Regions from separate parts of the Oryctolagus cuniculus genome. Here region 1 is linked to region 2. A link is a contact called in public Micro-C data. All regions are on one chromosome and are shown on one strand. Each heading gives the region's core, a stretch centred on a gene start, on an enhancer-like site or on the middle of the called end of the contact. The rest is flanking DNA. Distances are from core to core; before and after follow the strand shown. Region 1 holds the start of ROMO1 (reactive oxygen species modulator 1). Region 2 overlaps EPB41L1 (erythrocyte membrane protein band 4.1 like 1).

Region 1 (2,864 bases), core at 363-2,862, 360 kb before region 2:
CTTTCTCTATCATCTCCTCCATGGTCTACAAACACTTCCTTGTTCTGAGGGCTGATGGCTGTTGCTGCAAGTTTTTCCATTCCTGCCAGAAAATGTGACCTCTGAGGGGCTGGGACACGACAGAGCCCAGGCAAACGCCCCTTGTCACACAGAGATGAAAATTTTCATTAACTCTCGAGTGCTGACCATATGCTGGGCTGCTTTGTGTCTTTTAACCGATTTGATACCAGCCCAATTTCACCTAGCTATGAGATGGTACTCCTGCTAACTTCAAGAGCCCATGCTTACTGTAACCACTTCCATCGTGCCTGCCCTGCCTGCCTAAATCCAACGGCAGAGCCACTTCTCGTGGACTGCGGTTTAAGCCTCCTGAGTCCCGGCTGGAGGCACTTGCCGGCACATCTCAAAGGGCTCTCACGTCTACAAGAATCCAGCGATTTCTGGGCACTGTCACTTCCACTGCTCACTTCCTGTGGACAGCCCTGGGGAAAGCTGCCGCTCCCTTCTTACCAGAGGAGTTGTAGCTTGCACATCCATATAGAGAGGTCGCAGCACTGCCTCCACCTCCGGAGCAGCGGCTGTGCCTGAGGGAGCATGGTCCGCCACTGTCAGAAAAACAGAAGGAACGGAGCGGCCAAGTGAGAGCCTGCGGCGGAGGACGCCGGGCTGCCGTCAGGGCGGGAGGTGAAAGCGGGATGAAGGCGGTGGTAAATTCGAGCGATGCCGGGGTCAAACGGGAAGGGAAGGAACACAGCATCAGAGAAGCTCGGGACCCTCTGAAAGGTGGTAAGGGGTAAGGCGGGAGCCGGTTCTTGGAGGAAGATGCTGGGGCGATATTTAAATTCCCTGGTTGGGAGTGAGAAGAACTCTCAAGGGTAAAGCCCCGTAGAAGGAATGCGGAGACAGAGCAGGTGAGGTAGCGGGCTGGGAAGAAGCCGCGGACCGCGTCTCCAAAAGACGGCTGGGGCGGTCCGAAGGACGAGCCTCGTAGGCTGTCCAGGTCTGCTGCGCAGACAGACTGAGCGCGGCGGACGGCAAAGGGCAGAGGCTCTAAGGCAGCCGGGCCGGACAAGGAGGTTCCAGAATATCCAAGTGCGTAGTGGCGCCCAGGGGCAAAGACGCGCGCCTCCAGGGAGAGTGGCAGCGAAGAGCCCAGGAGCGTACCGCGCAGGCGCAGCTCCCGGGTGGGCACCGCAGGCCTCGCCCCTCGGGCCGCGGTCACCGCCGAGGCCGCCCGCCGCCAGGCGGATCGCAGCAGCATGGTCGCGGCGGCCGAGCCCACCACCTGGAGCGGCGGCCGACTTCGGCCCCAGGCTCCCGGAAGTGCTGCCTCGCGCACCGGAAGCGATTCCTCGGGCCACGCGCGCGCCCCGCCCTGCTTCCCGTGTGAGACGTACTGCTGAGCGACCGAGGCCGCGAGCGAGGTGAGGAGGGGCCGTGTGAGCCCCGCGACCGCGCGACGCGGGAGCCCGAACGCGAAGATGGTGGTGGAGGCGGGCAGCGCGCTGATTCCCCTCCTTTGACTTCCCCGAACCCCTGGGCCCGCTCCCCGCCCTGCCCGACTCCCGGGCTGGCGGCTAGGCCCGCACTTTCCTCTCTCGCATTCCGCAGATGCCGGTGGCCGTGGGTCCCTACGGACAATCGCAGCCAAGCTGCTTCGATCGTGTGAAGATGGGCTTTGTGATGGGCTGCGCCGTGGGCATGGCGGCCGGGGCGCTTTTCGGCACCTTCTCCTGTCTCAGGTGAGGAGCGCAGCGGAAATCTCCGGGCGGCGCCGCGGAACCCGCCCGGCTCGCAGCCCCAGTGGCGCGTCCTTCGTTCCAGTTCCCAGCTGTCCTGACCGCGTGCAGCCAGGAGACTCGGGTTCAAGGCGTCCGAGCCTAAGAATCTGAGCTCCAGAGTCGTTCGGCTGCTGGTTTGGTGACTTAAGACAAATTGGAGACTTGAGTCTCTTCAAGTGTAGGGTGAGGTCGGTAACACCAGCTCAGGGAGAGGCAGAAATCAAGCACAGCATCTGGCACGTATTAATTAAGTACTCAGTAAATGGTTGCTACTGCTGTTCTGAGTGGGCAAAATGAAACTTGCTAAGCGGCTCTACTGTCTTTGAAAACGATGTACAGATGAAGCAGATATACTCCATACTTGAAAGTCACTTTACCACTTGAAAAAGTTATTCCCATTTTCCTACATTACGAACTATCGTTTACTGAGGATTTACTGGTGCTAAACTACTGTAGTTGTCAAAACATTCCGGCAAATGTAATACTAATACAGCCTGTGAATTTGCAGAACAGTCTCCAACCTGGGTCTCACTCAAATCTAATACCAGAAAACGGTGTCTAAAGATAGGTGTCGTTATTGGATCATATAGAGCCTGAAGTCAAAATCAGCACATGTACTTCACCCCATGTCTGCTGCCACCAGTAAACTACAGGCAGTTGGCCCTAAGAATGTCCTGTAGACACTAATGGATCTTTCTTCTTATTACCCTAGATGGAAAGAGATCGGATTTAAGATAGAGATGTCTAGATTTTAACAGGGCTCAATATATTACCAGAGTGGAAACGAACAAATGGTCAAAAATTTTTGTTCCCAAATGTCCCCATCCTGGTTTCCTCCTCAGGATCGGAATGCGGGGTCGCGAGCTGATGGGCGGCATTGGGAAAACCATGATGCAGAGTGGCGGCACGTTTGGCACATTCATGGCCATTGGAATGGGGATCCGTTGCTAACCAGGGCAATGGCTCCCCACTACAGCTACACTTCCCATCAGTCCCAGCGTGTGTACAATAAAATCATCTTTGACTAGCCTGTATCTTAGAGGCATTATTTTGCTATTCGATCTGCCCATTATCCAGCATAAA
Region 2 (3,191 bases), core at 122-2,621:
TCAGGCCGTGCCCAGAGCCCGCGGCGTCTGGGTGAAGGGCAGGCAGGGTTCTCGATTTCTCCCCCAGCTCCCCCTGGGGTGGGAGGCGGGACAGCGCGGAGGGGGCGGCCTAGTTTCACGGAGGCCCTTCTCTAACCCTTGAGCCGATTTCCTCAGCTGGGGGCTGGGCCGCGCAGTGATTCACCTGCCGTGTGGCGGGGTAAGCACACAGCCTGCGCCCGGGTGCCCCACGTCCACGCGAGCCTGAGCGGGGGCCCAGCCAGGCCCCTTCCTGCAGGCATATTCAGAGGGCTTCTGGGCCCCAGGGTCTCCCTGGGCTGAGGTGGGCGTTTCCTTGAGGGTTTCAACCTGCGGGAACAGGTGGACTCCCTGGTTCCCTCCTCAGGCAGCTGTGTTAGCTCCTGACGCTGCTGCTACAAAACACCACACACCCAGTGGCTCGACACACGCGGCTGTGTTCCCCTGGGGTTCTGGGGGGCGGATGTTTGCAAAGCGGCCTTAGGGGGCTGACAACCTGGCGCAGGTGGAGTGGCAAGGGCAGGCTCTGAGGCTGCCCGGGTCCCTTGGCCATAGCCTTCTTCCACTCTGCTGCTGCTTCTTGACGATGTATTTATTTAAAGATTTATTTATTTTGTTTGAAAGGCAGAGTTACAGAGAGGCAGAGAGAGAGAGGTCTTCCATCCACTGGTTCACTCCCCAAGTGGCCACAACAGCTGGAGCAGCGCTGATTCAAAGCCAGGAGCCAGGAGCTTTTTCTGGGTCTCCCATGCTGGTGCAAGGGCCCAAGCACTTGGACCATCCTCCACTGCTCTCCCAGACCATTAGTAGAGAGCTGGATCGGAAGTGGAGCAGTGGGACTCGAACCGGCGTCTGTATGGGATGCCGGCACTGCGGGTAGCGGCTTTACCCACTATACCACAGCGCCGGTCCCCACTCTCTGCTTCTGTTGTCACGTCCCTGGTTCTGCCTCCCCTGCCTCCCTCTTTGTCTTCCGAGGACCCTGTGATCGCAGTGGTTCTGTCTGGACGATCTGAGATTGTCTCACCCTCTCAAAGTGCTTCACGGGTCGCACCCGCTGACTCCCTGTGGTCCTGTGGGGGGACCCTTTCACAGGTTCTGGGCACAAGGACCTGGACATGCTGCTTAGCACGGTGGCCAATGCTAGGGATGGCTCTGGGTTTAGTGGACCCCTAGGTCCTGCCGCTGTTGTGTCAGCAGCCCCCAAGATCAAGGGGACGCGGGGCAGCCTGGGCCTGAGACGCTGTGGCTGGGGACTGTCCCACAGGACTCCGCGGGCAGGGGCCCGGCAGGGAGGCAGTGGACTTGCGATGGTGTTCAGTGAGGCAAACACTGGGGAGAGAGACCCTCTGGGAGGCCCTGCCACGGAGGGCCAGTGCCCCCTCCATGTACTGCCCTTGCTGTGTGCACGTGCACGTGCACGTGTGTGTGTGTGTGTGCGCGCGCGTGCTCATCTGCATCTCTGCTTGAATACTCTCGGGAGGGCCAAGGAGCAGCTCTGTAAAAAGGCCCTTTCTGCTCTTGTTCTTAGGAAAATAATTACACAAGTGACTAATTTTATCCCTAATCCCATAATTACTTTATTATGTGGCGGGTGAGAGGGCCCTGAGCTGTGCCGACGGCGCCACTCTGGCTGCCGGCCCAGTTGGCCTGGTCCGCCGGCACGGGGCACCACCCTGCCTCTGGCCTGGCTTGCCGCGAGGTTGCCCCTGTCCCGTTCTGGCTGAGGTCAGCTACATTTTGGTATTTGGGACCCAAAAGGTCACCGTCCCCTCCCCTCAAGTCCGCGTACAAACGTGGCACTGGGCAGTTAGCTGGCCCCCGGGACTAAGGCTGGGGGAAATCAAGAGATCTGGGGTATAGCTCAGCGCTCTCGTGAATTTGCCCCATGACCTTGAGCTGGGTTTCGACTCCATTGTCTGTACAGTGGGGCCCTGGTCAGCTTTCACACCCAGAGATTCCTGAAGGGAACTGAGCGAGCTGGAACTCAGACCAAGGCAAGTTCCTGCCGTCTGCTGAAACACCACGGTCACGCATCTCCTGATCGTGGCATTACAGATTCGAATGACCAGGGCTGGCACCGTGGTGTGGCAGATAGAGTCACCACCCGGGACGCTGCAGTCCCAATCCCGGCTGCTCCCCCAATCCAGCACCCTGCTAATGGCCTGCGAGAGCAGTGGAGGGTGGCCCACACCAGAGCCCAGGAAGAAGCTCCCGGCTCTTGGTTTTGGCCTGGCCCAGCCCTGGCTGTTGCAGCCATTTGGGGAATGAACCAGCAGATGGAAGATCTCTGTCTCTCTGTCTCTCCCTCGCTCTCTGTAACTCTGCATTTCAAATAAATAAGTAAGTGTTTCAAATAAATTAATAAATAAATAAGACTAGCACCACAGCTGTCACTCAGCGGCTGCCTCCTCCAGAGCAGAGCCAGCTCCTGTCTGTCTCATCCTGTGCCTGAGTGACAGGTGAGACAGGCTTTGTAGAAGAGAAGACCGAAGCAGAGACGCCGTAACCCGAGCTCTCCGCCTCTGCCCCGTTGTCTTCTACTAAATAAAGGAAGTTGTGGGGCTGGGATTTGAACCCAGATCTGTCTCGCTCTTTCCATAAGGCCGCCTGCTGGAATTGGGGGCGGACTGTTGACATTTGACTGTCAAACTGGCTGCGGCAGAGACAGGGACAGCAGAGGACAGCGGCCCCTCCAGTGGGACAGGGAGCTCCGTGGTCCTGGGCTGCATTCAGGTGTCACTGCTGGTGCATGGTGTGAACGTAGCTGGGCGCCCACGTGTCTCTAGGCCCCGGTGGTCTGCAAAGGCTGCAGGGTCGGGGGTCGGGGCTCGGCCCCTGGTGCAGGCCGCTGGGTGGCTGAGTCGGCCACGTTGGTTGCTTCTGTTATCCCAGCACAGGCTGCGTCCCGCTGAGCATCTGCAGAGCCGCTCAGCCGGGGAGTTGAGAACAGGAGTCCACGACCACGGGGTCGGTGCCACGCCTTTCCTGCTCTGCCTACAAGGTCATGGCAAGGTTGCCAGGCCTCTGGTTCTCTCCAGGGGCCGGGTCTGGCATCTGCGTTGCGCCAACGACTGCAGGTGGACAGAAGCAGTAGCGGAGTTCTGTCTGGGGGCCTGGGGCCTGCCTGAGGCCTAAGCACACGGAGTAATGACAGCTACTTTTGTTTTCCA

What was found. A called contact is a pair of places that touch in the nucleus more often than the background predicts.
Region 1: a Micro-C map of ear pinna shows a contact between it and region 2, with 6 times the contacts expected there. The contact joins the promoter of ROMO1 here to the enhancer-like site in region 2. A contact is called at or near these places in 2 of 6 Hi-C or Micro-C datasets (ear pinna and an unstated tissue).

The regions. Positions count from the first base shown.
Region 1 is chr11:22,507,947-22,510,810 of mOryCun1.1, reverse strand. ROMO1 (reactive oxygen species modulator 1) reads left to right here and starts at 1,612. Exons shown (of 2, transcript NM_001171498.1): 1 at 1,612-1,742; 2 at 2,624-2,732. The coding sequence starts at 1,612. The coding sequence ends at 2,732. NFS1 (NFS1 cysteine desulfurase) reads right to left here and starts at 1,261. Exons shown (of 13, transcript NM_001171334.1): 1 at 1,165-1,261; 2 at 511-605. The coding sequence starts at 1,261.
Region 2 is chr11:22,146,526-22,149,716 of mOryCun1.1, reverse strand. The region is part of intron 2 of EPB41L1 (erythrocyte membrane protein band 4.1 like 1); the gene reads left to right. Among named protein-coding and RNA genes, the nearest start is that of EPB41L1, 38 kb to the left of the region's middle. Within about 2 kb of position 1,371, at least 1 of the 8 cell types and tissues checked has an H3K27ac peak or open chromatin away from gene starts, as enhancers often do. A contact at or near this core is called in ear pinna, where this site is marked.